6 separate regions of the Mus musculus genome follow, and regions 1, 2, 3, 5 and 6 are each linked to region 4. The links are chromatin contacts, called in public ChIA-PET, HiChIP or PLAC-seq and promoter capture Hi-C maps. All regions are on one chromosome and are shown on one strand. The core of a region is the stretch at or near the end of the contact, and the rest is flanking DNA. Distances in the headings are between cores, read along the strand shown. Region 1 has its middle 29 kb from the start of C430002N11Rik. Region 2 overlaps Pxylp1 (2-phosphoxylose phosphatase 1). Region 3 overlaps C430002N11Rik (RIKEN cDNA C430002N11 gene). Region 4 holds the start of Rasa2 (RAS p21 protein activator 2). Region 5 overlaps Gm39409 (a long non-coding RNA gene). Region 6 overlaps Pxylp1 (2-phosphoxylose phosphatase 1).

Region 1 (4,026 bases), core at 91-2,590, 160 kb before region 4:
CATAAACTCATGCAGACACATACATATACACATAATGAATATAGATAGGAAATCATATAAACATTAAAGCTATAGCTAATTCAATATTTTAGTATAACTATTAATCTTATAATATTTTCTTTTAAAGCCCCTGTACCTATATAAAATTTTCATAGCTCACCTAGATTTTTAAAAGAAATAATCCATAGATTGCTATAAAATATTATGTCCAAAGTAAACAACTCCATATGCCTTTAAGTTATCCAATTGTCCTTTTTAAAAACTTGGCCTAGGATAAGGAAAGATCATAAAATTAGATGTTTTGAGTTTCTGAATACTGACATTATGCTTTAATAATGACAATCATAGATTTCTTTAGAATATTAGTTTATATGTAACCTTAGTGTATAGCCTCATTTGTACGTTTATTTATACAAATATATATCTACAATACAGTACAAACTATAGATGTCACTAATAAGCATAAACATTGCATAATCTTTAAAAATCATCAGCCTGTAAGAATTCCTAATTTTTCTCCAAATCTCTTTTATTTAAAAGGATTTGACAACACAAAGACTTTTGTCATACAAAAAAAAAATTACAAGTGTTTGCATTAAAACAAAATCTAACTGAAAAAGTTTCTGAAATTTCCCCATCATGTTGCATATCAGACTTCTTGAAAGTCATATATAAGGACATTTTAAAATATGTAAGTGAGAGCGTGAGTCAGGCCTGATACAGCAAAGCAATGCACAGTAATCCGTTAAAAGACAAGTGTAGAATTATATTACATATATCAAAAGTTCATTTTCTGCTATGATTCCATCAGGTCGGATGCCTCCAGGAACTAGAAACTATGACCTTTCCCAGGGTTCTGGAGCAATAGAAGCCTCAACGGGGGGGGGGGGGGGGGGGGCGGCGCAGGGACACACACAGAAACGTGCTTGCATGCAAAGACCTATATGAACTACAACTCCCAGAAGCCTCTTGAAAAGGGCTGAATTTCCCAGAAAGCTTCGCCCCCTACCCCACAACTCCTCTTCCCCTAGGGCAGCCTTAAGTTGAAAGTGGAGTGAGAAGCCCTGCAGTAGGGAGGGTCCTCTGGGGCCCTTGTGGGGTGTCAGCCTCCAGGGCTCGGTTGTGAGTTACAGAAAGCCAGGCTTTGTTAGGATGGCTCTGAGGCTGCTTGGGCCGGTGCCATTTTTCCCTACTGGTCCCCTGGGAAACAGATCATGGTTTCAGCTCCTCCTTATCCGCAGTCAGGCTCCCTCTTGAAAGAAGAGACAGTCTTGAACCTCCAGGCGTGATCTGTAGAGTGTCACGTGTCACAGTTCTCTTGCAGCTTCTGCTGTGCCTGCAGGCTGTGGGAACAAGTGTGAACAGTACTGTGGCTCCCGACCACGTTTTCCTGTGACCCTGCCCATCCAGCTCATACTAGCGAATACCTGGGGTTCTGGAGGTTGTTAGTCTCCTTGCTAAGACTCTCCACTCAGTGTCATTCCTCAGACTCCAACTTATTTGGGACCCCAGCCTTTTTATTTTTGTTTTTTAAATCTGTCTCCTTCAAAGCTTGTCAGCCCTTAAAGATCACACCCCATCCTACCCCACTCCCCACTGCTCCCCCCCAGCCCCTGCTCCCCTTAAAACAAAACAAAAATCTGAGGATTGTGATGGGAGCATTCAGAAATGGGAATGGAGTGGACTAAGAGGAAGCTACAGGACATGAGAGGGCCTGAAAGATAACGGGGGGGGGGGGGGGGGAATGGGAAGGTTAAATGATGGTGAAGAGAGAGAATGAGGCCAAAAGTACACCACTGAAAAAGCTAACACTGAGTTTCCCTCATTAGAATTCTCCCTCCCTCCCTCCCTCTTTTTCTCCCTCTCTCCCTCCCTCCCTCCCTCCCTCCCTCCCTCCCTCCCTCCCTCCCTCCCTCCCTCCCTCCCTTCTTTTCCTTTTTTTCTGTTTCACTGTGTCATCCTGAGCTGGCCATAGCTGACCAGGCTAGCCTTGAACTTGTAATGATTCACCTGCCTTGGTCTCCCAAGCACTTGGATTAAAAGCATGCACCACCCTGCCCCTCGCTTATGATTTATATATGACTGAGTAGATAAGGCTGGCCTCCTGAATACTGGGATTATAGGCCTGGCCCACCACACATTATCACTAATGTTTTTGGATTTTACCTCTGCGTCCTGGGATCCTGAACCCAGTTCCTTGCACATGCTGGATAATTGCTGTATACCAATAAGTGATAAACCCTGTCCAGAATTGTGGATGGTTATACAACCCATAGTAATTTCCCCCCTAAACTCCTAAGTCAAGTACACAGGTCCCTAACTCTTAGGGAGCTACAATGACTGGTATTAGTGTGTTCTATGAGATAGTGTATCGTAGGACACAATCCTGCAGTCAGTCATGAAGAATAGACTACTCAGAGGTACTGACATGTTGCTCTATTTCTTGAACCTTGTGGAGGTCTCTCAGACCCTTTTAGGATCTACACAGTTTAAGCTATTTATAGGAACTGGATGTATCCCAGCATGTGGGCTCCGGAGGTCAGGAAGAAAACGCCTTTCAAGGTGTCCCTATCTGCTTGTTAGTTTTAACATCAGTCCAGGGTACATAAAACCCTGTCTAAAATCCCGGGTTGCAAAAAGGAGGAGGAAAAAAAAAATCCCTGTTTTCACAGTAATAATGTTATTTGAATTTTTAAAATAAGACTATTTTGTTGTTGTTGTTGTTGTTGTTGTTGTTGTTATATGTTTTCTGTCTTGTAAAGTATAGTTGGGCCCCCATACAAAAGAATTATCACAGTTGGGCTTGTTGACCACTTACATCCTTTCATGGAAGGCTAGGGAGGGTCACAAGACCCAACTTGCTATATGTACTTCTGCCTTAATTGCATGTGGCCTCTGGGAGTGGCTAGAGTCTTTAAGCCTGGCAAGACCAGGGAAGAGGACTCCATCTATGCAAGTTCACGGAAGCCCTCGTCCCTGAGGGGTAAAATCCGTCCAGCTGTGGCCTTTGGAGAGGAAAAGCTTCATCCCGGCACCCCTCGCCCAGGCTCTCTGTAAGCAACCCCTCGCCCAGGCTCTCTGTAAGCAACCCCTCGCCCAGGCTCTCTGTAAGTAAGTATGCCTGTGAACTCACTGGTTCCCCAGGGAGAACTTTGGCAGCATCTCAGTTTGCCATTGGAACCTGAGGTAGAGGGACAGACCTTGTTTTCATCTTCTCGAGGAAAGGAATTTTAGTCACATATATTTACATCTTAAACGGTGGATAGACGTGACCGTTGGCACCTTGGTGTGAATGAATCAGGCACTGAACTGTGTCTGTAGTTGTACCCTTGAACTTGCAGAAGTAAGACCTAGAAAGCTGATGGTATTTAAAATGTCCTGAATGAGATAAGGTCATTTTACCAAGGTCTGAACCTTAAGGACATGACCCTCTAATCTAGTCTATGTGTCAAAGTAGGATATATTCATAAAGCAAAAATTGAAAAATGTAATTTTTAAAACTATTGCATAATGAAATGCAGCGCCATGTAGAGAATCTGCACCTCCAGCGTCTTTTCCTGTGTGTGTCTGTGTGTCCGTGTGTGTCTGTGTGTCCGTGTGTGTCTGTGTGTATGTGTGTGTGTGTGTCTATGTGTCTGTGTGTGTCTGTGGTGTGCGTATGTGTGTGTGTGTGTGTGTGTATGTGTCCGTGTGTGTCTGTGTGTCCATGTGTGTGTCCGTGTGTGTCTGTGGTGTGTATATGTGTGTGTGTGTATGTGTGTATGTGTGTGTGTCTGTGGTGTGCATGTGTATGTGTGTGTGTGTGTATGTCTGTGGTGTGCGTGTGTGTGTGTGTGTCCGTGTGTGTCCGTGTGTGTCTGTGGTGTGTGTGTGTGTGTGTGTGTGTGTGTTTACCCCCACACAGCGACTTAAGACAACAAATATTTATATCTGATGGTTTCTGTGTTGAGACTTTGGAAATACCCAGGTGGTTCTGACTTCTGCTTCCAAGATGTTGAACTGACATGGCTGTTGACACAAGGGCTT
Region 2 (3,773 bases), core at 692-3,191, 200 kb before region 4:
CTGCTCTGGGCCCCCACCCTGGCAGTGCCTGCTGCCTTCCCAGATGCTGTTTTTGGCTCGTAAATTAGTAATTTTGTGGTTTCCTGCTAGGCAGTAAGGCCTGGAAGGTACCCATTACTTTGGTCTGTCGTTGGGAATGTCTGATTCGAGGGTGGGGAGCTAGGTGTGTCCATATATGTCTCTTCCTTAGAGTGCCTGTGCACAGTGCTGGGCCCGTTGTCTGTGTAGTGGAAGATGGTGCTCCCTGACTGCTATGCGCTGTGTTAAGAAAGGTTCTATCTCACCCTCGTACTATTACAGTTAGTCAGTATTGAAGGTATTGACCACATGAGTGCCATGGTTTTTAAAATGTATGTATGTATGTATGTATGTATGTATGTATGTATGAACTGTTGCTCAGTTCAGACACACCAGAAGAAGGCATTGGATCCCATTACAGATGGATGCTGGGAATTGAACTCAGGATCTCTGGAAGAGCAGTCAGTGCTCTTAAACCATTGAGCCATCTCCCCGAGGGAGAGAATGCTGTGTTTTTAAATGCCCTATTTACATTCATAAAGATGAGCATGCTTTTCTACACCCAAGAAGAAAAACAGTCCTTTCAAACACTTACATAACAAATTTTAGAGTTATACCCCTTTCCTGGGCCAGGTTGCATGGTAGCACGCCAGCCGTCACTTAAGTGCAGTGGAGAAGTCCTGTGAAGAGTCCTAGGGAGAGAACATTCTAGATAGAAGGACCAGAAAGAGCAGTGGGCCTGCAGCTTACAGAGCTGGGCATGCATGAGTAACACTAGGACCAGTCTGACTGGAAAGGTAACAGGAAGTGGGTACCTCAGGCATCGCAGCAGGTGGGCTATCCTGCTCTCAGGGAACCACTTCACAGCAGGTGGGCTATCCTGCTCTCTGGGAACCACTTCACAGCAGATGGGCTATCCTGCTCTCAGGGAACCACTTCTGTCTGGAAATCCAGGTGCTGGTGGTGGGTCAGTCACACAAGTGGAAGCCAGCACAGGTGACTGCTTTAGCCCAGAAAGAAGAGAAGGAAACCTGGAGTGGAAGAGGCTTTGGTAGTGCATTGAGGCCTAAGCCAGCAACCCACAACTCAGCTTATGAGACTGTCTTAGTTTTATTGCTGTGAAGAGACACCGTGACCCACAACAACTCTAAATAAGGAAAACATTTAATTAGGCCTGGCTTACTGTTCAGAGGTTCAGTTCATTGTCATCTTGGCAGGAAGCATGGCAGGGTGCAGGCAGACATGGTGCTAGAGAAGGAGCCAAGAGGTCTACATCTGGTATCCCCAGGCAACCGGAGGAGAGAACAAGTCACTAGGCCTGGCTTGAACATCAAGGTCTTCTTCTTTTTTTATTTTTAAGATTTATTTATTATTATATCTAAGTACACTGTAGCTGTCTTCAGACATACCAGTAGAGGGTACTGGAATCTAAGATACCATAAGTAAGAGTACACTGTCGCTGTCTTTCAGACACACCAGTAGAGGGCATCAGATCTCATTACAGATGGTTGTGAGACACCATGTGGTTGCTGGGATTTGAACTCAGGAACTTCTGAAATCTTAAAGCCCACTCCTCCTGACCGGTTTCCTCCAGCAAGCCACACCTACTCCAACAAGGCCACACCTCCCAATTGTGCCACTCCCTATGGGCTGTGGGGGCCATTTTCATTCAAACCATCACAGGTAGGGAGGGAATAAGAAGGGAAGCCACTCTGAGAGACCAAAGGTTGTGCGGGAGTCAGTTGGCAGCCAATGAGAAACTGCTCATTAGCAGTTAGACCCGCCCAGGTCGCCTGGGGTGCTCAGCAACTTGGCAATTTGGGGGTTTTCAATCTTAGCTCAGTGGAGTGAGTGTAGCACTAAAATGGGTCCTTCAGACTGCACCGTTCTGGGGAACCTGGTTTCCTGGTTTCCAGCATAGTGGAGGAGGGGTGAGGCGGTAGAGATTTCTGGCAGCCAGAGTGTATGAGAACAAGCTGGTGTGATAGCCATGCTGTTGTGGAAGTGATCTCAAACAAGGCCTCATTCAGAGGCAGAGCCCACACCCTGAAAGCTACCTCCCTTGGCCCTTTAATTCCAGCTTCATCAGCCGCCCTCCTTGCCCTTGGGCAGACTACTTCCAGCTTACTTTCCACACTTGAGCATGGCTTCTTCCTGTCTCCTGGCTCAAGCATCACCTCTGAAAGATCTGCTAGAACTCTTCACTTAAAATGACAGAGTGCTCCTCCCCGACTCCACTCTCCCCTCCTGCCTTCTCTTGTCATAGCATCTGTTATTCATTCTCTGTGTCTGACTCTGTGTCTGTCTCTCTGTCTTCCTCTGTCTCTCTCTCTGTATGTCTTTCTGTCTGTTTCTCTTTGTTTCTCCATCTCTGTCTTCCTCTGTCTCTCTCTCTCTCTGTATGTCTGTCTTTCTGTCTGCTTCTCTCTGTTTCTCTGTCTTTCTCTGTCGCTCCCTCTTTCCCTCTGTCTCTCCCTCCCTCCCCCACTCCACCCCCCATATACAAGCAGGGCTACAGTGTTTCTTGTGCAGTGTGTTTCCCCAGACTGGAAGGTACCTCCCTCTTTGAGTCAGAGATTTCTCTTACTTGTGTCCATTCCTGTTACCACCCAGGTACCCAGGACACAGGTTTGTTATTAAATGAGAAACTGGCAGAGGCTGAACCTTGAGAATGGCCTCAGAGATGGAGGGGTGACCTTGGAGAAGGTCAGGTGGGATGGGTGGGCTACATGACCGGCTGGGTGCGGTGAAAAAGCAGAGGCAGGGCCACATTACTGATGGCGCTGTCCCTCCAGGAACCAAGGACACTGCTCTGATGTCAGCTCCAGCATGGCCTGTGAGCTGTCTCCAGACACTCTAGGAAGAGTGTCTGCCAGGCAGAGGGCTGTGCAGTTAGGGCTTAGCATTAGCATGCTGGTTTATTTGAGCATCTTTAGCATGTGGACAGCAGATAACGCTAAAATGGTCTCAGGCAGACTGAAGAAAGCAGACAGTTGGCCATATCAAGTTGCACAAAAAAGGCCCAGAAAAGTACCCTGGGATTGTCTTTTTATAAGCTTGTTTTGTTGAAATTGGAAACAATCTATTCTTTACTTGGTTTAAGATTTTTAGATGTGGTATAAGTTCCTTCTGGTTTTCAGCCAGGTGAGCTTTTAAGATTACACTTTCTGGTAATAGCTCTGCTGTCCCAGCTCCAGGTAGCCAGCTCTGCAGAACCCGGATCACAGCTGAACGGTCAGTTTTCTCTTGAATGTGATTGGCCGTGGGATTCTGCCTTGGGCATTGTACGATAAGCACACTGAAACAGAACATATAAAAATGTGTATAAGAACTCCCGAGTGAACAATTTGAGGTAATGTTTTTTATTGTCTCAGTTGTCAGTGCGACAGCAGATTCCCAAGGAGGCCACAGTCATATGAGTTATGCTGAGGAGAAATACACCCTCAGCTAGTCAGGGCGAGTTCAGGCTTTGTAACAGAGAGTCAAACGTACCTTGCCCTAAACAAGGAAGTTTACCTCTTCCTGTGTAAGGGTAGATTCACGCCACTCAGCCCCATCTAGCTATTCAGGGGGAAGGTCCTTCCAGGTTGTTGGCCTTCACCACTCTTCAGCAATGTCTCCACAGCTGGCCTGGGGCGCTGCTTTGCCTACACAGCTGCCACAGAAAAGAACAGAGCAGGAAGATGCCAAACTTCAGCATATTTCAGCAGTGGGTGCTAATCATGTTGCCAAGTAGAAATAACAGAGTTTGGCAT
Region 3 (3,929 bases), core at 758-3,257, 140 kb before region 4:
AACTGCCCTCTTTCCCCCAGGGACTCCAGGGAGTGACAGTACCTACACTCTTCTAACCCCACCCCCTTCCAAATCCCCATCCTATCTATCCTTCAGGATGCACAGTTGTTATCTGATGGATACCCTGGGGCTGGATACTGCTCCATTTTCTGATCTTGGGTTCTGTCATGTAGCAGACTGCAAGCAACTTTCTAGCTCTTTAAGAATTCCAAGAAAATCAGGTGCCAGTTGCCAGCTTCGGGGAGGGGTGCTTCTGCTTACCTGAGACTCTTAGATGAGCTCTAAACACACCTAATACTGAAAATTGTCCACAGTGTTTTAATTTTTATAATATGGCTTTTTAAAAGAGCATGGACAGCTACCATCAGATGAGATCCAGCACATTCAGGGCGGTATGGCCATAGACCTGGATGACTACAATTACATCCCTTAATTAGGGATATGCTTACCAATTACTGTTATTCCTGGAGAGCTGGATGAAGGGTGGATCTTCGTCTGTTGAAGTTAGAGTCAATTGCCAGTCAAAATTTAAGATGCCCAGATGCTCACTAATCCCACAATGTTTTACGCAGCATGTTCCTACTGCAAATGTGATGGTGACCGTGAATTAGGAGCTAGTGAATGACTCATATTCAGGATGGAATTAGTTCTACATTTTAAAGGAAGAACCCACCCTCGTTCTGGAGCCGGTATCCGTGCCGACCTCCTGCAATGGCACAGAGGAACGATCTGATAATGGTTACAGTAAAAGGATACTCACAAGGACTTCAGGGCTTGGCAGTGATGCTATCTTCCTCACAAATGGTTCCTTTCCATCACTCCTTGTAACATCCTTTCTGAACCTTTGCCTAAAATCCTTTCTGCTGCTAATTGCAAGCTCAGAAAGACTATATCTAGAGGGGGGTTGCATTTGTAGACAGTCTCTGAAGGGCTCTCAACTAAAGCAAGTCACCCCGGCTAGGACCATCTTGCCTCATCTTATGAAAACGTCAAGGACCTACTACTTGAGGAAAAACACATAAAAGAGCTAGGACTTCAAACATGGACCACTGGAATAGAACCTACCCAGGGAGTAAATAATTATTCAGGGAACGATGGCAGATTAAACATGCTTGATTTCTCCTAACCAAGATGATACTAAAATAACAGTAAAGGCACTTGAGAAACGATACCCAGTGAGCAATGATAACGGCACCTTACAGCAGAGATGTGAGCTCAAAAAATGTCTGGTGATGGATGGTGGACAGAGGGACAGAGGTAGAAGGAGGCGAGGGGTGGCAAACCTGCATTGTATGAGTGCAGGTCAGAGGCTAAAACCCAGAGGGAGACCCTTCACCATAAAAACAACCTGTCAACATCAGCTGAGTGAGCAGTGCAGCTGGATCTAATTATCAAAGTCAAAGTCAAAGCAACAGTTACACCACCTTGTAAGAAGTACCATATGTGTCAGCTCACTTACTAACGTCTAGACTGTCTAGCAGCTGGACTCTAGGAGTCCCAACAAATCAGGTCCGTTCATATTCCCAGAAATCAGTGAGAAAGTAATGATGGGAAAACAGGGGGGCATTTTGACCAGGTGTGGCAATTCTGGGAAGATTGGATGAAGCACACAGGGCTTTGGGACCTGCTACAGGAGCTGTAGGCTTAGGTAGAAGAGAGAGCATGGAGCACATGGATAATTCAGCAGTCTCCATCAATCTGTGGTCTACCCCAGTCTTCATTCTGCAAGGGACTCTGGAGAAGCCTGTATCACTTGAGAGGGTGAGCCAGTTCCCATGAGTTGGTTGTTCCTCAGTTCCCAACATAGGGAAATGGCTCCCACTTACGGGCAATCTCATGGTGGGGTCATTTGTGAGGCTTTGAATTCCTGGAATCCAAGGTGACTCAGGTTTGGGACAGAGACTGGGGATTCTCAGGCGCCTTTTTGGGACCTGGAACAATGCTATACAGGCTGATAGTAAAATACCTTAGTCTTATCTTTTTGTCTTCAGCCTGAAGAGGGTTAGATAAGTTAGGGCTGAACCTCCTTCTGTCACTTGCTTGTAGACACTCCTCGAATGACTGACATGCTGACATATGAAGTGGAACGGGAGTCTGACATCCAAGCCGAAGCTGAGGAGATACAGAGCGGGCTTTATGGCCTTTTCAGTCACCTTGTAGGCTCAGACGAGGAGGCAGTACATTTTTAGCAAAAGCAGAACCTGCTATCATTAGTCTGATGCACGCAGCAAGGAAGAGGTGATGATAAATCTCCACATGGGAAAGCCGCCAAACAACAGGCCCCACCCAAGTACAAAGAAACTTTAGCTGAAGTGGAACCACAATACCTCATTCAATGCCTGCAATAAAAACAGCCGAAGGGGCTGGAGCAGCGGTTCTCAACCTGTGAGCCTTGATCCCTTTGGGATGGTCAAACAATTCTTCCTCAGGGGTCGCCTCAGATCACTGGAAGGCACAGATATTCACCGTACAATCCATAACAATAGCAAAATTATAATTATGAAGTAGCAATGAAGTGATTTTATGGTTGGGGGTCTCCACACCATGAGGAACCATATTAAAGGGTCTCAGCATTAGGAAGGTTGAGAAGTAATGGGCTGGAGTGCCAGCTCAGACGTTAAGAACATTGTTTACTCTTTTAGAGGACCCAAGTTCAATTCCCAACACCCACATGGTGGCTCAAAGCCATCTGCAACTCCAGGTCTAAGGGGTCTGAGGAGCTCTTCTGGCCTCTGAAGGCACTGTGTACATGTGGTATACATACAAACAGAGGCAAAACATTCAAACACATAAAATAAGAACAAACCTTTTCTTGAAACAATTATATTTTTATTTATTTTATGTATATGAGTTCACTGTCTCGGTCTTCAGACACATCAGAAGAGGGCATCAGATTCCATTACAGATGGTTGTGAGCCACCATGTGGTTGCTGGGAATTGAACTCAGGACCTCTGGAAGAGTAGTCAGTGTTCTTAACCACTGAGCCATCTCTCCAGGCCCAAACAAATATATAATATATATATTTAAAGTAACAGAAATAACCATGTATTTGAAGAAGGATTACAACATAAAATGGGTAAAAATAAATATATAACCACGAACACAAAGAAAAAGTACAAACCAGAAACAGAAGAGATTTCCAATAACATCCTTAGGGAAACTTAAGAAGGCATTGGTATCATGAAAGAACAGGATGGGATGACAAAAAGAACGATTAGAAAACTGAGGCTTCCTTAGGGATGAATAGCACATTGGTGGAGCTTGGGAGATGGCTCAGTGGGTAGAAGAGCTTGCTGAGCCAGCGTGAGTGCTTGTGTTTACAGTCCTATAAAGCAGAGCATGCCTATATGTCTCCCATACCTGAAACCCCAGCACTGGTCCAGTGGTGGAAGAGAGATGTAGATGGAAGGGATGCAGGGCTCGCTGGCCTGGACAAAAGTAGGCTGCAGGTTTCATGAGGGATACTGGGGATAAAGTAGAAAGTGATAGAGCAGGGCATCTGTGGTCCTCCCCTAGTCTCACAAGCACACGTGTGTGCCTGTGCACACACACACACAAGCACACACGCACACACACAAAGAGATTATTGTGACCATGAAAAACTGCTGCTAGTGTGGTCTAGTAATCATTCTGACTTACCTTCCTTCCTATAGGCTCGTTAGACTTTTTCAACCCTGAAGTCTGCATTTGCCATTCTAAGAACCTTTACCATGACTCGAGTTCATATATGAGGCATTGTACCAAGTCCTCTGTGTGTCTGAGACTTCCCCTGCTCAATTTGGGCAAACTGCTCTTGAGACCCAGAGTCTTCTCCAGATCTGACTGCTTCCATGAGCCTAGACTTTGTTCTTTCTGGTTTTAGTTCTGTTATTTGCTGTTGTAGGTCCTCAGAAAAATATCTTTAGGGAAGAGAGGAAAGAAAAGAGAA
Region 4 (4,015 bases), core at 405-2,904:
ACAGCCACTGTTAAGTTTCCTGTGCTCCTGTAATTAATCTCTCGTCTATGCTTCTGGAAACAACTCTCATAAACTCATTGAACTAAAAAAAAAAAAAAAAAGTCTTGCTGGTGTGATGACTCAGTGATTAAAGGTTCTTAATACCAAACCAGATGGCCGGGTTAATCCCTAGGAAACCCACGGTGAAAGGAGAACCACCTCCCAACAGCCATCCACTGACCTTCCAGGGGATTGGAGGGGAAGAAAGCCAGCTGGGAGGAGAGGAAGGGGGTGCAGGGGATGTGGACGGCGATGAAGAGGGTATTGAATACTATGCATACATTAAACATGTGTATGAAAACGGTATCACACCATGACTGTGTATAAGTAAGACATACCAATAAAGCATTAAACGTTTTAAAATAGAAAAAGCCAGTCTCTGGCCTGTGGTGTGTGAGCTCTGATTTGGAAAGAAAGGGAAATACCATTTGGAGTTTCTGTTTGAAACAACAAAATGCCTGGAAGGAGAGGTAAGCTCACTTTCTCCAAGGCTGTATGGTACAGGACAAGGGGCACCCTCATGCATCACCAGCTGGACTGGAAGTATTGCTCGGTAGCCTAAGACATCCAGCAAGCTTAGGTCACTCCGTCTGCCTGACTGGCCTTGGCACAAGTGGCTTCTGGGCTTGCTTGTCGTCTGTTCACTCTTCCCAGGCAGGCTCTCCTTGACTCTGTTTCCACAACTTGCTTCTTCTCTCTGTGTGCCCTTCCAGGTTGAGGTGCTCATGGTCTTGGCGCCTTCTGCCCCGTCTTTTTGCCCTAGGGCCATTCCTATATGTCTGAAAACATTCCTTGACTGGCTGACTCTAGCACCTGGCAAAGAACAACCCTGCTCTATTAAATCAGTTTCTTCCTTCTTAGGGCAGCGCAGTTAAACCTCAGGACCAGGAAATCATCCCTCTCCTCACATACCAGGGTGTTATCCACACAGTTTACTCACTGTAAATAGTTCCCTTAAGATAGTGGCAACAACTAGTTGAAGATTTACAAACTTCCCAGGGCCAATCTACTTTCTAAAAAGCCTGCTTCTGGGAGTGGGAAAGAGGTCACCGTTCCGATTCTGAAATGCAAAACTGGTGATAAACTCAAAATTTCTCTGGGTCTCAGACAGGACTGGACGGAGTCTGTGGTCCTTTTCTTGACCCAACTTTTTGCAGAGCAATGTTCCCAGAGCAAAGGTTGAGTATGTGGTTTGTCCCCCACGTGCCGCACTGCGGGAGCATCTAGACACCGCTGGAAGAGTCTCTAATACATCTCTTGACGTTTGCCAAAATGCCAAACTTTTTCCTGGAACCTGGAGTCATTCTGACTGGGGACTTTTCTTTTCCTTGAGCATCTGGGGACCTAGAGGTCCGTTCGTGGGGGACGTCCAATTCTCAGGGTTCTGGGGATCACAGCAGGGCCAGGGTTTTCCTCCTTGTGGGGGTTTCAGAGCGCCTCTCGCGACTTGCCCAGGGAGGCAAGGCGAGGCGGATGCAGGGCGGGCACGGCGCGAGGGGCGGGGCGAGTCAGCCCGAGGCCGAGGCGGGGCTACAGCGAGGCTCGATCCGGCCTAGGCCTCGCTCCGGCTCCGCCTTGCCCGGCTACGCAGGCGGTAGGGCTGGGGTAGGGGCCGGGCGGCACCATGGCGGCGGCAGCGCCTGCTGCGGCGGCTTCTCCCGAGGCGCCGGCCGTCTCGGGCAGCGCAGACCCGGAGACGGGAGACGAGGACAGTCGTGAGGTCCGAGTGCTGCAGAGCCTGCGCGGCAGGATCTGTAAGCGGGGCCGGGGCTGAGGGGACCCCCGGGGCGGCGCGGAGGGTGGGCGGCGGGCACGCGCGGGGGTGGCGGCACCGGCGGCCGCCCGGGACTGGTGAGACTGGATGGGGGTGTGTTGGGGGGAGGCGCCGCGTCGACCGACTGCCCGGCGCGGGTCGGGGCTCCCCCTCGGAGCGAGCGGGGTGAGGACCTGCACGCGCGGACCGGACCGGCGCGGCGCGAGGGGCGCTGCCTGGAGCGCGGCCTGGACGCGGGAGCCCGGGGCGCGGCCGGGGGCGCGCGGAGTTTCCGGCCTCCCTCCGACGCAGGCCTGCGGGCGGCCGCGGACGACGGGAGCGGCCCGAGGTGGGAGCCCCGTGGTAATTACAAGGGAGGCGCGGCTGGAGGAGGGAGGGAGGCCGGCTGCGGCGGGGCGGGGCCGGGCCGGGCCGGGCCGGGCGGCGGGCTGAGGAGGGGGTGTGAGCTCCCTGGGGCTCCTCTGCCAGTGCGAGGTTGAGGCGGGCGCTGGGGACTGCGGGAGCCGGTGGCGGGGGCTCCGGTGGGCGAGGCTGCGCGGGCGAGCGGGGCGCCCGGGGAGCTCGGGCGGGACACCTGTGCCCGCCCCACCTTGCCGCGGCGGGGACTTGAATCGAGAGCCGGCGTGACTGACGGTGACTTGGGGCAGGATGTAGTGGCTTCCTGTGAGCAGGTCTCAAAACTCAGTCATCCAGTCCGCGCTCAACCCACTTGATTCTCTCCCGTGCATTTGTGAGAGCCGCACCGATGAGTGTAGACTCTTACTCAGAGACGGGCCAGTTCGTTTGTCATTGCTATCCTTCCTCTTTAAAACGACCCTTTGATATTAGATCGACTTCCCCCAGCTTATTGAGATGGTCCCTTTTCACTGTATGACTGGCGAATCAGTAGAGTTTATTGTTACTTTAGTTGAAAACCTTTTTTAATTCAGATTATTTTATCCCCAGAATGAAATCGGTCTCCTAAATAATGCCTGGCTATAAGAGATATTTTATATGTTGAAAATTCAATTGTGTTAGAATGGCTGATACTGCTCTTTCTTTGGCAGAGTATAAACTTTAATTCTTAAATCTCGATGCTTCTTTTGGATTCTCCCACTTGAGTTTTTGATGTTACTCCCCTTTCAAGGATTTGGAATTTTATTAAAACCCCAGGAGCAAGCATGTTAAATGTTACTTTTCAATTCCCTGACGTCATCCTGGGACTCCCAATTCAGACACTTTTAAGTATTAAAACTTGGGAAATTACACCAGAGCAGTGGGTGTTTTGTGCGTCTTAAGTTCCCAGTATTTTAAGTTACTTTCTTAGGGTGTAAACTTTTCACAAATTAGCTTTCTTACAGTTAATATTTGCATGTATGTAATGTTTGGGAAAAGCCAAATACACTAGAATTTTCTTCCCCTACTAATTAGGTTTTTCAAATTTTTACTACTTTATATTTTTCTGTGACTTGATGCTAGACACTGTTGAAGCCTTGCGAATCTATAAAAGCAGATTGTGTTGTGGGAAGACAGTGTGCTCTGTTGGAGTTGAGATTTAGGGTTGGGCTGTTTTTAGGAGTAAGTTACCTTCTGCTTTGACCTGATGCATAGCAAAGGTTCTGTGAACAGTGTGGTAAAAATATCACTCCAAGTGAAATTCGGGTCTGCAGATTAAAACACACACACACACACACACACACAAGCACACAAAACTTGGTTTCTGTGGCTTAGGCAATCTCACTCCCAGAAATTGACCATTAATTTCCTGGGAATATTTTTATTTTAACCCTAGTTAAACTAAACCACTTGTTTCTACCCTAGACAGTTTATTTATTTTTTATTGCTCATCTTATAGCTCAGGTCATGTTGTGACTGTTTCACAAGGATACATACTGAAATCAAGAACACCCCTCCCATTTCTTGCCCTTCTTTTAGCTGGTATGATCAAGGTTGGTTGCCCTCCGGATCCTTGTAAGGAAATGCCCTTCTGTGTTTCCTGAAACTGACACGTGGGCTTTGTAAGGTGATGAGAAGTGGCGGAAACATTAGCAGGTGCTGAAGTCACAGAAATGGGATGATGGCAGTTTGACAATGAAGAATCTAAGCAGTTTGCGAGTGTTGAAGTCACCAGTCCTTTCTACCACACTGAGAAACCTTGGGGAGAACCTGGTAGCTCCCTGTTAGCCTGGAGATGAGCTGTTAAGCTCAGAACTGCTCTTTGGG
Region 5 (3,898 bases), core at 75-2,574, 240 kb after region 4:
CACTATTTTCTACTATATGGACATAGTATAATTTCATCTTTCTCTGTTCGTGGACTAGGGCAGCACTCAGACCTCATCTGAGGCGTTGCTTTGTACAGTACAGGAAGGTTAGCAAGGGAACTCCTAAGTGGTCAGAGTGGAAAGAGTGAGTCAGCGGACTTGAGTTCAGTCTCAATTGGGACATCTGTATCACACACATGCCAGCACTGAGGAAGGAGACTGTTAGAATTAGAGGTCAGGAAGGACCAGATGAAACGGTATCTTCTGAACAAGCAGGACTGCTGCAGTCTTGGACCATGGCAGCCTTGTTGCCTATGCTAGATCAAGCCAGTGGAGAGATTCTAGCGTGGAGTGGAAAATGGTTCACAAGTGGCACCACCCACACTGAGGAGCTATGGACGGTTGATGGCTTCTGGGAGAGGGAAAGTCTGTTTTCTTTAAGAGTGTGACCCCCATAGGTTGATTATGCTCCAGTGGGTAGCCACACATCCAGGAGTATATGGGCAGCACAAATAGAACACCGTGGGTTGTTTAGAAAAAAAAAAGAGAGAAAACAAAGCAAACAAAAATGGGGACATGGCGTTGGGAGTGGAGGTGGGGTAGAACTGGGAAGAGTTAGGGTGAGGAATGGAGATGAATAAATATGATTATTATGATATGATATTGTATTGGGGGCTGGAGAGATGGCTCACATGTTAAGAGCACTGGCTGCTCTTTTAGAGGTCCTGAGTTCAATTCCCAGCAACCACATCGTGGCTCCCAACCATCTGTCATGGGATCTGATGCCTTCTTCTTGGATGTAGGTTATACACAGAGATAGAGCACTCATATACAATATACATAAAATAAATCTTTAAAAATATATTGCATGAGATTTTCAAAGAATTAATACAAAGATATTTTAAAAATTAAAATCTCTTATAAGTGAGTTACTAGGTTGCCAATCGGGGTATTTGACCCTTCGTGATGATTTAAGTGTTTCCGTTATCCATCAAGTCTAGTATGCTGAGAGATCTGACAAACAGAAGGGCAGGGTAGGATTGCTCAGCATCTCCCACTTAAAAAAGAAGTGAGAATGGAGTCTAAAGAATTCTTGGCATCTTCTGAACATGAAGTGTCTTAACATTCTGTGGTACTTCATAGCACCTCCATGTAAATTCCCTTCAAACCATGTCAGGAAGGTGTTCTTATTTATAGATGACAGAGAGATGTGTTGCTGTGGGTTGGTTTGGTTTGATTTGAGTGGGTAGGTCCTCCTTAGGTCACATAGTTCTGAGAGGTTGGCAGGGGCTGGCTCAGAGAGGTCTCCTTGATGTCATATCCTGTGTTCTTGCACAATGCCTACCCTGTCCTGTTATTAAAAACTAAACCAAAAGGACACTAAACACTGCTTCCTCTTCTTTCTCATCTTATGATGGAACTTGTGTGACCAGTGATTTGTCCCAAATAGTACCCAGTTGCTCAACTAAGAAGAAGCCACAGCCTCCAGTGGCTCTGGGTATCATTGGGCTTGTGAGTCTAACGCAGATAGAAGCAAACTGCTTTTCTGTGGCTTTTATGGTTCAATATTATTTCAGTATAATCCTGGTATATTCATCATCACTGACTTAGAACATAAGAAGACAGGTTTCCGGAGCCTGGGCACTTACTTAATTTGAACTTAAATTTAAGAACTTGGCAGGGAGGTAGAGGCAGGAGGATTAACGAAGTGAAGTCCTGGACAGCCTGGCGTACAGAGCAAGACTGTCTCAAAAAGCAAAGCAAGTCAAACACTTATTATATGCCCATAACCCCATAATTGGATATGGAGGAGGAGGGAGCAGTTTCTCATCCTTCGCTACATAGTGGGGGCTTTTGTTGGTTTGATTTGTTTTTTGCTTTTTGGTTGTTTGGTTGTGTTTTTGTTTATTTGTTTTTGTTTGTTTTTGAGGCTATCCTGGAGTGTGTGTGCCTCAAAAGGGGAAAAAAAAAAGAGGAATAAGAAGCTGGCATTAATCGCTTCCTCCTCCTCCTTTTCTGAGAAAGCAGTAGTTCTTATTTACAAAGTCCCATTTTACTGTTTAGCCTGAAGTTCAAGAGCCCACCTCATCCAGCCTTGAGCCACTATTCAAAGTTTTATTTCTTCTTTTCTTCTTCTTCTTCTTCTTCTTCTTCTTCTTCTTCTTCTTCTTCTTCTTCTTCTTCTTCTTCTTCTTCTTCTTCTTCTTCATGTTTTTCGAGACAGCGTTTCTCTGTATAGCCCTAGCTTTCCTGGAACTCACTCTGTAGACCAGGCTGGACTCGAACTCAGAAATCCACCTGCCTCTGCCTCCCAAGTGCTGGGATTAAAGGCATGTGCCACCACTGCTCAGTTCTTCTTTTAAAGATTTATTTTATTTATATAAGTACATTGTAGCTGTTTCGAGACACACCAGAAGAGGGCATCAGATCCCTTTACAGATGGTTGTGAACCACCATGTGGTTGCTGGGAATTGAACTCAGGACCTTTGGAAGAGCAGTCAGTGCTCTTAACCACTGAGCCGTCTCTTCAGCCCTTGTTTGTTTTTCAAAACAGAGTTTTACTCCATAGCCCTGGCTGTCCTGGAACTCACTATGCAGACCAGTTTGGCCTCGACCTCACGGAGATCTACTTGCCTCTGCCTCCTGAGTGCTGGGATTAAAGGTATGTGCCACCACCACCTGGCCAAAGTCCTAAATAGGTCTCTGCCCTCTCCTGCAGGTACAGCCCCTTGGGCTGGGTGCTATCCTTTCACCTTCAAACAATAAACTTCATCTGGGTGCGGTGGCACACTTCTGTGATCCCATTCATCACTTAGAAAATTGAGGAGTTGGACGGATTGCAAGCCCAAGACTGCCATGGGCTACGACGTAGTGAGTTCTGGGCCAACCTGATTATATCAGTGACTTTTCTAATGGTGACTGTGACAAAACACCAAGGCCACTTATTAAAAAGAAAAAAGATTTTACTCAGGCTCTGGTTCCATAAGGTTGGGATCTACAATGGCAGGGACATCATGACCATAGGCAGCAGACATGGTAGACAGGACTGGAAGCTGAGGGCTCACATTCTGATCCAAAGCATGAAGCAGAGGGTGAACCAGGAATGATGTGGGGCTTTGAACCCTCAAAGCCTACACCCCAGTGATGCATCTTCCTGCAAGGCCCCACTCCCTAAACCTACTCCAACAGCACCAGACCAAGCTTTGCGGTCTCTGAGCCAATGGCGTGATTCTCATTCAAACCACCACACTGGTCTACAGAGCAGACTGTCTCAAAATACCCAAACTCCTACCAGCCTACAGAGCTTTAATCCAGCTACAGCTCTAGAGCTCAAGCCCTCTACAGAAAGGAAGGATTCCTCCTTCCTGACCTTGGTGGTACCAAAGGTTTCATTTACTGTCTTATTGTGTTTAGTAACTAAATGACTATTCCCAAAGGGTTGTAAGTCCCTGGAGGTGTGTAGCTAGTCTTTTGTTTGTTTGTTTTGAGATGCTGGGGATTGGACCTAGGCACCTGATAGGCAACCACTCTACCACCAGGACAGTCTTATTGTGTCAGTCAGGCTGGCCTTGAAGCCATCATCTGCCTGCCTGTCTCTGTTTCCCCAGCTTGTGACTAACTGGCTCTGTGTGTCACCTAAGAAGCCTTTCTGCTGGAAGGGGATATTATCTGTGTTATCTATGGTTGTGTGCCTGATTTTTCCCCCCTGTGGTGTCATGTCTATACTCCAGAGATCAGCCCATTATCCCTGACTCAAGGATAACACCTGGTGAAACAGATTGGCTGTTTGAGAGGAGTGATAACAGTGGTGGCTTTTTCTGAGAGCGAAGAGGGCAGGTGGCCCTCCATTCTTTAGGAGTTAGGCAGCTGTGAGCTGCTGGGTGAGTCTGTTGGAACC
Region 6 (4,192 bases), core at 445-2,944, 230 kb before region 4:
GCAGACTGCTCACTCATGGCTCACTGGCCAGAACTGGATTTATTATCTGGTTACTACTAGTTACGAACGAGTTTGGAAAATACTCTCTGGTGATAATAATATGTCCCATTAAGCCTAGAGAAGTCTGTTGGTAAGAGGTACAGTTAGGGGTGCCTGGTCACATAGTGTGTCTGCTGGGGTGCCCAGGAAGGTCACAGGGCAGAGTGTTGGGTTCCACTCTGAATGTGAAGCAGGGTGGGAGCCTTATAGGTCAAGTTCTCCAAACCCACTAGGGTCGTGTGCCAATTTTGCTCTGGCCTGACCTTGGACAAGAAGACATTTTTTGTTTTGTTTTGTTTTGTTTTGTTTTGTTTTGTTTTGTTTTGTTTTGTTTTTAGAGACAGGGTTTCTCTGTGTGGTCCTGGCTGTCCTGGAACTCACTCTGTAGACCAGGCTGGCCTCGAACTCAGAAATCCACCTGCCTCTGCCTCCCAAGTGCTGGGATTAAAGACGTGCGCCACCACTGCCCGGCTACGAGGTGACATTTAAAACCTCTTCGGATTCTGGCTTTCTTTGCTATTCCCGATGGGCAGGGCTCTTGCCAGGGATGGGGAGAGAGTGAACAGAGGCAAGGAAGAAGCAGAACTGGTGCCTTGGGTGAGCTGGTGGGCACCAAACTATCTGAGAGTCATGGGACTGGCACTTACAGACAACAGTGCTGTCACACTCTTCACAGCCCAGGGCTCCAATTCTTCATGGGGAACCATAACTCACTGAGGGTTAAAACCGAGCCCTAGAATTATACCTCTTACACACACCCCGACTCCCTCCTGTGTGGAAGGGACCGGATGAGGAGGGATTTATTGCCAGATCACACTGCAAGTCCAAAAGTGTGGAGCACACTGGGCCTAGTGTAACTTTTTACCCACCCAGGGCTATGCTTGGGGACTGACCTACAGTACTGATCTGCATTCTTCTTCCTGCACCACTGCGGGCTGCACCTTAACAGTTGACACATCTGGACATGGTACTGTCATGGGTTATGTCACCTTCCCAGGCACCCTAGGTGAGAGAAGTGTTTGGGGAAGCCAGCTATAGGGCAGATCACAGACACCTCCCAGGGTTCCTGGGTGTCACGTGAGACGTCTCTGCTGCACAGAGGGCAGGGGAAGCTCTGGGCTTGCTCCTGGAGGAGAAGAGCTGCAGGCAAGAGATTACATCTTAGCCTGGAAACAAGGGCCAACCCACAAAGCAAGCCTGTCCAGCAAGTGGGCACTGCTCTGTGGCATGTTTTTGTAAATTACAATCACAGATACACCAGCTCCAGTCTACTCTTCAGGGCAGTTTCAGTCGCTTCTTCCAGGGAGCCCACCTGCTGTCTCTTAGTCTGGGTATGATCTCTGTGCCCCTCTTTCCCACGAGGCTGTGGTTTCCTGTGGCCCAGTGTTTGGTTTACCCCTTGCCTCACTGATTGGACAATAAACTTACTTTTAAGATTATTATTAAATAAACTCACTTTATTACGTTGGACTCACAAATAAAAGCATCACAGAGCCAGATTAAAGTAGCTACTCTAACAAGCCCTTACCCAGGATCAAACTCACTGAACCTCTGTACTGTTAGAAGAGCCCTTCTGAAGTCCTGGAACTTCGCTCACTGTTTTAAACTTTGATTATCAGTTACATTTTTTATGCACTTACTCAGAAGGAAAAGCCACGGCAGAATGGAGACGAAGAGCAATTAGCCCTATACCCTCTCTCATGACTCATGTTCCCTTGCCTGCAGTCTACCTACTTTTTGAAATAAAATTTAAAAAAAAAACTGGTTTTGTTTGTTTTTCCACTTTGAATACTGGACATTGTGAAAGCAGAGAATCATGTGATGATCCTTGAGTTTCCACCACCCGGCCTCAGCAGCAGGCAGCATTTTGCCTGCCTCCTTATCTTACCTCAGACATGCAGGTAGTGCCTGCAGAGGCTGGAAGAGGGTGTTAGATCCCCTGGAGCTGCACTTACTGATGGCTGTAGGCTGCCAGGTGGGTACTGGGAACTGAATTCAGGTTCTTTGAGAGAGCAACCAGTGCTCTTAACTGCTGAGCCATCTCCAGCCTCGCCTCTTGTGGAGTTTGTTGTTGTTGTTGTTGTTTTGTTTTTTTGTTTTTACAATGAATCTTGGTCCTATATCCTTTCTTCTATAAATCTGTAATGAAGTTCAGCTTTTTTCAAGGTGCTTCCTTTTACCACTGCTCCCCCACCACTACCCCCGAGTTCTATGCCTGAGGTCTTTTTCATTTAGAATGGCACCTGTTGATGTGAGGAAATGCTCTGTTCTGGAGTGAATTGTACATTCAGGTGTGAATGAGTGAGTGGGTGGATGGGTGGATGGATGGATACATGGATGGATGGATGCATGGATGCATGGATGGATGCATGCATGGATGGATGGATGCATGGATGGATGGATTGGCTTCCTTCTTAGAAGCATGCTTACAGTTTAGCTGAAGAGCTCTGGACCCAGACTAACTGTGGTGAGCTTAGGGCACCCCATCCCAGTCTGTTCTCTGTGCTTTGCAGGCAACTCTACAATTCATCCGTCTTCATCAGTCTCCAAGGTTGGTTTATTCTTAGCCGAGCAGCTTTGATTTTGCAATTAAACTCCATTCTGCTGTGACCTTGGAGTCCCCTTCAGATGCAGCCTTTGCCTTGCCTGGCTCGAGCTTACTTTAAATTACATGATTCTTTTTAAAATTATAATGCTCTTTACTTAGGCCCAAATGATCATGATCAAAATGAATCAGTATAACATCTACCCAGAGTATTTTCTTTATTTAATTCTATCTTTCTATTCCTGGTAATAGTACTTCAGCTGCACATATGGAAGATAATTGAATGCATATTTTCTTTCAAGTAGCCATGGTCACATTTCAAATCCTAAATTTTGTATCCTTTGAAGAAGAAACCAGAGCCTGTGGCCTGATGTGGCATTCTTGGTTCTTACTAGGTAAAAAAATAGTTCAGGGCTCAGCTCTGGGAGCCTCTGGTGTTGGAATAGTAGCTTAGAGAGAAGCCTTTGCCGTGTTTCTCTCCCCTTTTAATTTAGAAGTGGTATTTACCGTGGTGTAGGGGGTCTGCTTATTGTCTTGTGCTGGCTCAGCTCTGCGCTTCTGCTTTTACTGCTCAGATTAACAGTAAAGTCAAAGGAACCTGGCTGCGTTTTCCTGTTTGTTTAAGCAGAAATTCAATGTAATAATTCTAGGGTTGAGGTATTTTTAGCCAGGGACTTGAGCTATGCCGAGTGAACATCTCATAACAGGTAATACATCAAATGGCATCATATGTGGTTGTTTCCACAGGAGTAGTTTGGTTACGATGCATGTTGGACCAAGAACATCTTTTGCACGGAAGGTAGCAGGACCTGGGAGATGTTGGAGAACAGGGCGTGAGGGAGCCACAGTCCCTCAGAATCACGTCACCCAGCCAACACAGCAGTGAGTCAGCCCGTGGATTTGACTTTCTGTGCTGTGCGTAGCAGGCCATGGGGCTTCCCTCTAGGCGTAGAGCCCTGGCTAGGACCATTGCGATCTGTGTGAGCGGCTGAGGAGCTAGCTGCATGCAGTGGCTGCCAGCGGTAGGCAGAGAGCTCCAGTGGAGACACGGGCATGAAGATTGCAGGAAGGAAACCCACATGACTTATCAAGTGCCTCCCTTTGCCTCCTGGCTGGCATAGCAAACAGGAAAGAGAGTGGTGGATAACTGAGGCTGCAGCCTGGACTGTAGAGCTGAACAGTGAGGCCACACTTGGTAATCTTTGGATTTTTTTTTTTTTTCCTGTGGGAACTTACAAGCTGAGGCATGTGTTCCAGGATGGAAACCCTTGGGCAAGGCTAGACACAGCAGTTGAGCTGAAGTCTCACCATGGAAGAAGAACCACAAATGTGGCCACAGATTTGGGTGCCTTCCCAGATGGCTAGAGATGTGGACCAGTGAACAGGGACGTGCCCAGTGGCCAGGATTGTGAGAAGAAAGTACTGCATGAAGCAGGAGCCACAGTTCTGGAGAGAGAGTGAATCCTTGTGCTTAGGTAGGCATGGTGTCTGTGTAACTCCACCAGAGCCAGTGAGTCAGATGTGGCAAGTCTCTTCTGTGTGCCAACTGCTCTGTCTTCTATAGTGTTTACTCCTTGACATCTCTGCTCGCTCGGGTTGTTACCCCCA

The links. Promoter capture Hi-C pulls out the DNA fragments that hold promoters and counts their contacts. ChIA-PET counts read pairs in DNA pulled down with a chosen protein or histone mark. HiChIP or PLAC-seq counts read pairs in DNA pulled down with a chosen protein or histone mark.
Region 1: a contact with region 4 is called in an RNA polymerase II ChIA-PET map of effector CD8 T cells, with 636 read pairs. The contact joins the enhancer-like site here to the promoter of Rasa2 in region 4. A contact is called at or near these places in 13 of 39 promoter capture datasets (3T3-L1-derived adipocytes, the C10 cell line, the HPC-7 cell line and 9 more), 1 of 484 Hi-C or Micro-C datasets (the HPC-7 cell line), 24 of 115 datasets of contacts at active chromatin or transcription factors (the 230-238 cell line, CD8 T cells, the HPC-7 cell line and 17 more) and 4 of 9 other capture datasets (adipose tissue, embryonic stem cells, liver and 1 more).
Region 2: a promoter capture Hi-C map of embryonic stem cells shows a contact between it and region 4. The contact joins the enhancer-like site here to the promoter of Rasa2 in region 4. A contact is called at or near these places in 14 of 39 promoter capture datasets (the 3T3-L1 cell line, the C10 cell line, the HPC-7 cell line and 10 more), 10 of 115 datasets of contacts at active chromatin or transcription factors (embryonic forebrain, embryonic hindbrain, embryonic stem cells and 5 more) and 4 of 9 other capture datasets (adipose tissue, embryonic stem cells, liver and 1 more).
Region 3: a promoter capture Hi-C map of second pharyngeal arch cranial neural crest shows a contact between it and region 4, with 4 times the contacts expected there. The contact joins the enhancer-like site here to the promoter of Rasa2 in region 4. A contact is called at or near these places in 15 of 39 promoter capture datasets (the 3T3-L1 cell line, 3T3-L1-derived adipocytes, the C10 cell line and 9 more), 2 of 484 Hi-C or Micro-C datasets (B cells and nephron progenitors), 12 of 115 datasets of contacts at active chromatin or transcription factors (the 230-238 cell line, CD8 T cells, the SCID.adh cell line and 8 more) and 3 of 9 other capture datasets (adipose tissue, liver and pancreatic islet).
Region 5: an H3K27ac HiChIP or PLAC-seq map of microglia shows a contact between it and region 4, with 10 times the contacts expected there. The contact joins the enhancer-like site here to the promoter of Rasa2 in region 4. A contact is called at or near these places in 1 of 39 promoter capture datasets (the HPC-7 cell line), 3 of 484 Hi-C or Micro-C datasets (CD8 T cells, Th1 cells and erythroblasts) and 5 of 115 datasets of contacts at active chromatin or transcription factors (bone marrow-derived macrophages, effector CD8 T cells, embryonic stem cells and 2 more).
Region 6: an HNF4G HiChIP or PLAC-seq map of pancreatic cancer cells shows a contact between it and region 4. The contact joins the enhancer-like site here to the promoter of Rasa2 in region 4. A contact is called at or near these places in 4 of 39 promoter capture datasets (embryonic stem cells, hippocampal neurons and stem cell-derived epiblast-like cells), 3 of 115 datasets of contacts at active chromatin or transcription factors (embryonic stem cells and pancreatic cancer cells) and 2 of 9 other capture datasets (adipose tissue and pancreatic islet).

What each region holds. Positions count from the first base shown.
Region 1 is chr9:96,792,810-96,796,835 of GRCm38.p6, reverse strand. No RefSeq gene overlaps it. Among named protein-coding and RNA genes, the nearest start is that of C430002N11Rik, 29 kb to the right of the region's middle. Within about 2 kb of position 1,340, at least 223 of the 459 cell types and tissues checked have an H3K27ac peak or open chromatin away from gene starts, as enhancers often do. A contact at or near this core is called in the 230-238 cell line, CD8 T cells, the HPC-7 cell line and 16 more, where this site is marked.
Region 2 is chr9:96,831,764-96,835,536 of GRCm38.p6, reverse strand. All of the region lies in intron 4 of Pxylp1 (2-phosphoxylose phosphatase 1), which reads left to right. Among named protein-coding and RNA genes, the nearest start is that of Pxylp1, 56 kb to the left of the region's middle. Within about 2 kb of position 1,941, at least 26 of the 459 cell types and tissues checked have an H3K27ac peak or open chromatin away from gene starts, as enhancers often do. A contact at or near this core is called in embryonic stem cells, where this site is marked.
Region 3 is chr9:96,768,134-96,772,062 of GRCm38.p6, reverse strand. C430002N11Rik (RIKEN cDNA C430002N11 gene) reads right to left here. Exons shown (of 5, transcript NR_102296.1): 2 at 2,328-2,445; 3 at 1,967-2,112; 4 at 450-582. Among named protein-coding and RNA genes, the nearest start is that of C430002N11Rik, 4.5 kb to the right of the region's middle. Within about 2 kb of position 2,007, at least 11 of the 459 cell types and tissues checked have an H3K27ac peak or open chromatin away from gene starts, as enhancers often do. A contact at or near this core is called in second pharyngeal arch cranial neural crest, where this site is marked.
Region 4 is chr9:96,629,142-96,633,156 of GRCm38.p6, reverse strand. It overlaps Rasa2 (RAS p21 protein activator 2), which reads left to right and starts at 1,654. Exons shown (of 24, transcript NM_053268.2): 1 at 1,654-1,793. The coding sequence starts at 1,664.
Region 5 is chr9:96,389,582-96,393,479 of GRCm38.p6, reverse strand. All of the region lies in intron 1 of Gm39409 (a long non-coding RNA gene), which reads left to right. The region is part of intron 1 of Gm40550 (a long non-coding RNA gene); the gene reads right to left. Among named protein-coding and RNA genes, the nearest start is that of Gm39409, 5.3 kb to the left of the region's middle. Within about 2 kb of position 1,324, at least 74 of the 459 cell types and tissues checked have an H3K27ac peak or open chromatin away from gene starts, as enhancers often do. A contact at or near this core is called in CD8 T cells, the HPC-7 cell line, bone marrow-derived macrophages and 3 more, where this site is marked.
Region 6 is chr9:96,860,658-96,864,849 of GRCm38.p6, reverse strand. The region is part of intron 1 of Pxylp1 (2-phosphoxylose phosphatase 1); the gene reads left to right. Among named protein-coding and RNA genes, the nearest start is that of Pxylp1, 27 kb to the left of the region's middle. Within about 2 kb of position 1,694, at least 41 of the 459 cell types and tissues checked have an H3K27ac peak or open chromatin away from gene starts, as enhancers often do. A contact at or near this core is called in pancreatic cancer cells, where this site is marked.